Linked DNA regions of Sus scrofa: region 2 is linked to region 1. Evidence: chromatin contacts called from public HiChIP or PLAC-seq data. All regions are on one chromosome and are shown on one strand. The core of a region is the stretch at or near the end of the contact, and the rest is flanking DNA. Distances in the headings are between cores, read along the strand shown. Region 1 holds the start of LOC100626407 (cationic amino acid transporter 3). Region 2 holds the start of DPRX (divergent paired-related homeobox).

Evidence for each region. HiChIP or PLAC-seq counts read pairs in DNA pulled down with a chosen protein or histone mark.
Region 2: an H3K27ac HiChIP or PLAC-seq map of alveolar macrophages shows a contact between it and region 1. The contact joins the promoter of DPRX here to the promoter of LOC100626407 in region 1. A contact is called at or near these places in 2 of 47 Hi-C or Micro-C datasets (adipocytes and alveolar macrophages) and 2 of 2 datasets of contacts at active chromatin or transcription factors (alveolar macrophages and skeletal muscle).

Annotation. Positions count from the first base shown.
Region 1 is chr6:56,527,131-56,530,350 of Sscrofa11.1, reverse strand. LOC100626407 (cationic amino acid transporter 3) reads right to left here and starts at 1,482. Exons shown (of 13, transcript XM_013998732.2): 1 at 1,336-1,482. The coding sequence starts at 1,344. It also overlaps a transcript of LOC100626318 not described here.
Region 2 is chr6:56,566,654-56,569,873 of Sscrofa11.1, reverse strand. DPRX (divergent paired-related homeobox) reads left to right here and starts at 1,517. Exons shown (of 3, transcript XM_013998736.2): 1 at 1,517-1,581. The coding sequence starts at 1,530.

The sequences.
Region 1 (3,220 bases), core at 233-2,732:
CATGAAAAGCGTCTGGAGATTGGCTGCTCAGCAAATATGTAAACATACGTCAACTTAGTGACCTGCACACTTAAAACTGCTTAGCATGGGAGGCGGCCTCACCAGCACCTCTGCTAAAACTGGAATCTTGCAAAGAAGATTAGCATGGCCCCTGCAACAGGATGACACACAAAGTCATGAAGCATTCCATGGTCTTTACCTGAACCCCTTTGCCATATAGCAGAAATGATCAAAACACTGAAAATCAGCCATCATCGGGGATTCCCGTTGAGGTGCAGGGGAAACGAATCTGACTAACATCCATGAGGATGTGGGCTCCATCCCTGGCCTCGGCCTCGCTCAGTGGGTTAGGGATCTAGCATTGCTGTGAGCTTGGATCCTACGTTGCTGTGGCTGTGGTGTAGACCGGCAGCTGTAGTTTTGATTTGACCCCTAGTAGGGGAACTCCCATATGCCACACATGTGGCCCTAAAAAGCAAAAGAAAAAAAGAGAGAAAGGAAGAGAAAGAGAGCATGAGAGAGAAAGAAAGAGAAAGAAAGATCAACTACACATCCATAAAACTTTAAAATTTTAAAAATAGTTAAATGGATTTTGTTGTGTATTTTATCACCAATTTTAAAATTGCTGCCAATGATAAACAGCAGAGACAGCTTCACAGAGTTACTGGCTGTAACAAACACCAAGGGGATTTAATATAAATCACTACACAGTCATCCTTCACAGATACCAAATCCAGGATGCTGCCAAGTCCCTCATGTCATCCTTATATCTGCAGACACAGTGCGCCAGGTAGTAGACAGGAGCCTGAAGTCAGTGGTCCCCAGGTCATACACATTACATAAGGGCAATTTTTCCTGTTGTCAGAACACAAACCTAAACACTAGTCTTAGAGCCTCTGGACATGGATGTAATCTCCCCACCCCCACCTCTTCTCACACAAACCCTTAACCTGCCAGCCCCTTACGTTCTCGTGTGCAAAATGGGTCTTTCCACCCTCAGGCTGAGCCAGGCTGACCCAGCTGCACCCTGGAATGGCAGAGGTCTCTTTAGGAGTAGCCAAGGAGTTCTGCTGTGGCTCAGCAGCAATACACCCAACTGGTATCCATGAGGAGGCAAACTTGATCCCTGGTGTCACTCAGTGGGTTTAGGATCCAGCATCCCCATGGCTGTGGCATGAGGTCGGTAGTTGCAGTTCAGATTCCACCCCTAGCCTGGGAACTTCCCTATGCCGCGGGTGCGGCCCCAAAGAGACAACGACAACAACAAAAAAATATCCAGGAGTAGCTGAACCCAGCGCCCAGTCTCTGCCAGATGAAGGGTATACCAAGACTTACTGGATTCATGGAGCAGAGCCTGGAGCACTGGAACACGCAGGGAGGCGGAGGTTAAGCTGTGTGGCGCTGAAAAAAAGGAAATCTCCAAAAACGAAAGCAGGAAATTACTGAGCACAAAAGACAAGCTTAACCCTGGGTTGCAAGCAGGAAATTACTGAGCACAAAAGACAAGCTTAACCCTGGGTTGCTGGCATGATGGGGCGGGGGTGGGGTGGGGTGGGGTTGGGAGAGCGAGATCACCTGTAGTCTTAGAATCTGCCAGTGATTCTTCTGTGGTTACCCCTCAAGGCAAGGTTTTTTAGTTTTTGTTTGGTTTTTGGTGTCTTTTTGCCTTTTAGGCACCTTCAGCATATCAAAGTTTGAGGCCAGGAGTCTAATTGGAGCCAATGCCAGGGAGAGAGCTATTTATAAAAACTTTGACTTCATGGAGTGGCAAACCTTTGCTCTCCCCCTTCCTCCTGGGCACTGTCTGCCTCCTCTTTAAACCCTGGGTCCCCACCCCCTTCTCCTTGGTCTTGGGTAGCATATAAACTCCAAGTGTCTGACTGTCTTTGAGCCACAGAGTTTTTATGGGCCTCCTCTAGATACCAAACGACATTCGTCAATCTGTTAGGAAAATGTAATTATTCGACCAGGCAAAGAAATGTTTTCTGTCCCTTCAGAAACTAGAGCTGCTTGAGAGAGGATTAAGACGGCAGAAGAGAAGGACTGGAGCTCAACTTCTCTCCTAAAAAGAACAAAAGTCACACCTAAAGGCTGACCAATCTCCACCCAAATGGACTGGAAACCTTAAAAAAGACATCCTACTCCAGAAGAAAAAGAGGTAGGAGAGGTGATTACATGATATAAACAACCCCATACCTCCCAGGTGGGAAGCTCCACAGACTGGAAACTAACTGGTTCACAGAGACTCACCTACAGGAGTGAGAGTTCGGAGCCCCACATCAAACCCTCACGTGTGGGGATCTGGCACTGGGAGAAAGAGCCCTGGAGCATCTGGCATTGAAGGCCAGTGGGGCTTGTGACAGGAGCACCACAGGACTGGGGGAAATGGAGACCCCATTCTTAAAAGGCACACACAGACTTTCACGTGCACTGGGTCCCAGGGCAGAGCAAGGTCTCCATAGGCATCTGGGTCAATGCTGACTGCAGTTCTTGGAGGACATCCTGGGAAAACAGGGGTGAATGTGGCTTGTTGTGAGGAAGGCATTGGAAGCAAAGCTCTCGGAATATTCAGCAGCAGTGCCTTTCTCTGGAGGTGGCCATTTTAGGAAAATCTGGCCCCACCCATCAGTGCTGAGAAGCCCCAGGGCAAACAACAATCCAGGTGGGGTCACAGCCCCATCCCTCACTAAACAGGCCACCTCAAGACCCCTCAGGCACACAGTTGCCTCTAGCCCCATCCAGAGACTAAGCCCCACCCACCAGAGGGATTAGAATCAGCTCCACCTACCAGTGGGCAGGCATCAGTACTTCCCATCAGGAAGCCTACAGCAAGCCCCTGTACCAACTTCAGCCACAAGGAGGGCAGACACCAGAAGTAAGAGAGGCTACAACTCTAGTATCTGTCAAAAGGTCACCACACCAAAAACCTATCAAAATGAAAAGACAGAGAACTATAGCTCAGATGAGGGAGAAAGAAAAAAACCCAGAAAATCAGCTAAGTGACCAGGAGATTCTCAGCCTCCAGGAAAAAGACTTTAGATTGTTGATGCTGAAGATGAGGCAAAACATTGGAAATAAACTGGAGGCAAAGGTGGATAACTTACAGGAAACACTGACCAAAGAGATACAAGCTATAAAACTTAAACAAGAAGAGATGCAAAATACAATAACGGAAATAAAAAGTTCACTAGAGGCAGCTAACAGCAGAATACAGGAGGCA
Region 2 (3,220 bases), core at 268-2,767, 39 kb before region 1:
CATACTGGTTCTAGAATCACCTGAGGATTGCGTTCAAATCCTTATGCCTGGCCACACTCACAGAGCTGATGACTCTGGGGTGGAGTCCCAGGCATTTTTTTTAAAACTCCCCTGAGGCTCATAATATTCAGAGATGGTTTAAAACCACCACTAAGACACACATTCATTCATGTCATCTTCTTTTTCTCTCAGGCTTATCCTTGAGATGGGCTTTTTCAGACTTAGGTAGGCATGTCTGGGATATTTAATTTTAAAAGTCTAGATCCTAAAGTTCCCACTGTGGTGCAATGTGTTAAGAATCCGACTGCAGTGGCTCAGGTTGCTGCAGAGTTGTGGGTTTGATCCTCAGCCCAGCACAGGTGTGTCACAGGTTGCAGCTTTTTTTTTTTTTTTTTTTTTTTTTTTTTTGTATTTTTGTATTTTCTAGGACTGCACCCATGGCATATGGAGGTTCCCAGGCTAGGGGTCAAATCGGAGCTACAGCTGCTAGCCTACGCCAGAGCAACGCGGGATCTGAGCCACGTCTACGACCTCCACCAAAGCTTATTGCAAGCCTGCAACCTCATGGTTCCTAGTCAGATTCATTAACCACTGAGCCACGACAGGAACTCCCAAGTTGCAGCTTTGTCTTGGATTCAATCCCTGGCCCAGGAACTTCCATATGCCAAGGGTGAAGCCATAAAAATAGATGATAGATAGATAGATAGAAAATAGGTAGGTAGATAGATAAAAGATAATTAGACAAATGATAGATAGGTAGATAGACAGACAGACAGATAGATAGAGTTTAGGTCCTTCTGTTCCTCCCATTCAACAAGTAGTCAAATCTTGCACAGTGCCAGGCATGTTCCTGAGCCACAATGGTGAAAGTCAGGGCAAAGAGATTAAGCCATATTGGGTACTGGATCACCAGGGCTGCCTTAACTGTCAGCCCTGGTATCATTGGCTATAATCATTGGCTACAATCTTCATGGCTGTACATAACATCCACAGAACTTGTTAAGCTTAAAGCTGAAAGTGTGTACTCTTTGAGCAGTATGCAGAAGTTCTGCTTTTTTTTTTTTTGCTTTTTTTTTTTTTTTGGCTTTTGTCCTTTCAGGGCCACACCCGCAGCGTATGGAGGCTAGGGGTCAAATCGGAGCTGCAGCTCCCGGCCTACACTGCAGCCACAGCAGTGCCAGACACCCAACCCACTGAGCAAGGCCAGGGATCAAAACTGCATCCTCATGGATGCCAGTCGGATTCGTCAACTACTGAGCCACAATGGGAACTCTGGAAGCGCTGCATTTTAACAAGCTTCCAGGTAATGCCATAAGGCTGGTTTGTGGATTCCACCTTGAAAAGGAAAGCTAGTCTATACTCAATAAATACCATGTTAATGACAGATATGGGAAAAGATCCAGAAGGCTCAAGGATCAGATTAGTGGACTGGTGATGAAAGACTGGAGTGGGTGGGTCTAGGGTGTGGCTTCAAGAGAGGTATTTAAGTCTCTAGGCCACCTTGGCCGGTTCTGTCACTGGACCAGAGCATGGAAGCAGAGCTAGGTGACAGGATGTCAAACCCAGGGAACCTTTCAAAAGGTAAGCCAGGGCAGTGAGCATGGATGGAAAAGAGTGAGAAGTGGAGAGCAGCTGATAATGATGCTGTAGATGCTGCTTAGTAGCTGTCATCTGAAGCCAAACCCAATCAAAGGAAACCCCAAGTCTGGGTTTGAATTCCAAATCTTCTCCTTGCTAATTGTCATCATTCCTCTGCTTCTTGAGGGTGGGGGCTCTGGTCCTGTTAGGATGATTAAGTAATAGAATGTAGGCTCAACCAAGAAATCTGTTGGGATTTCTGGAAATTTGGAAAGCTCATCATTTTATGGAATATTTTTCTTGATTTCAGGGCTTGTGCTAAACCACTTCAGGCATTATCTGATTCAACCATTAAGATCTTTTGAAGTGGTAATGATTAGAAGTCTCTGTTTTACAGATTACATTGTTTACAATAAAATCTATGCATTTTAAGGGTTTGTTTGTTTTTCAAAAGAAAGTTTATTGAGATAAAAGCTGCTGCTAGTGCAACAAGGGACAACTTTCTGATAAATCAGGGAGAGATGACCCTGGCCCCATGTCCTGTCTCTGTTTTTATAACCCAGGAAGAGAGGAGAGGTCAGAGGTCTGCTGACCTGCTGATTGCTTGGGGAAAAATGGGTTCTTCAGATAAGCTTCCTGTTTGTTCCGGGGCCTGTATCTCCCCTATAGGAGGGAAGTGAGGAGAGGGCCACATGGCTTTCCTAACAGGGGTCAGGAAGGAGTGGGCCAGGTTGCTCAAGGTGGGGGCGGGGGCATTACAGTGAGATGGGTGGGGCGATAAAGGTTTGATAATTCTTGGGCAGAGGCTTTGAGTTCTAACTTTTTTTTTTAATATTACTCAATGAATTTAAGGGTTTTTTTTTTATTCCTTTAAAGAATCTTTTGATAATATTAAATAATGAAATTATAATGTAGTTAAATGTATTCATATTTAAGGGTTTGCTCAGTCTACATCTTAATTTCAAAATCCTGCCCCCCAGGTGTCATAAAGATATTTCCCAAAAACGTCCTCTAATAGTTTTAAGTTGTGGCTTTCTCGTTATGTCCCCAAGGTCTAATATTCCTAATGAACTTAATGCAGAGTTATCTTGGAGTTTGGGTTGCTTTGGTAAATGTCTCTTCTTTTTTTTTTTTTTTTTTTTCAATTTTATTTCTAGCTGAATATGGCTAGTAGAGGAAATAACCTTACCATCCACGCAGAATCAGTTTTAGGAGTTCCCACTGTGGGTGGGTTAAGAACCCAACTGCAGGGCCTCAAGCTGCTGGGGAGGTGCGGGATCAATCCCCAGCCCAGCACAGTGGGTTAAATGAACTGGCGTTGCCACAGCTGCAGCTCAGATTCAACCCCTGTCTTGGGAATTTCCATATGCCGTAAAATTAAAAAAAAAAAAAAAAAAAAAGAATCAATCAGTTTTATTTTTTCCCTTATGATCTGACACATTTTTTCCTTCCCTTAGAGCAGAACAAGATTACATTTGTCACCATGCTTGTAAACATCCTTTCCATGTTCCTGATTCCAAGTGACATGCACATAATGTTTTTCCATTGAGTGTTTCCCAGAGGGATGGGGGATGTAACTTTAACAAAGTAAGGCAAGATGCTTTACTCCCTAATCTGCTAAGATTTTCTTTTTCAGCTTAAA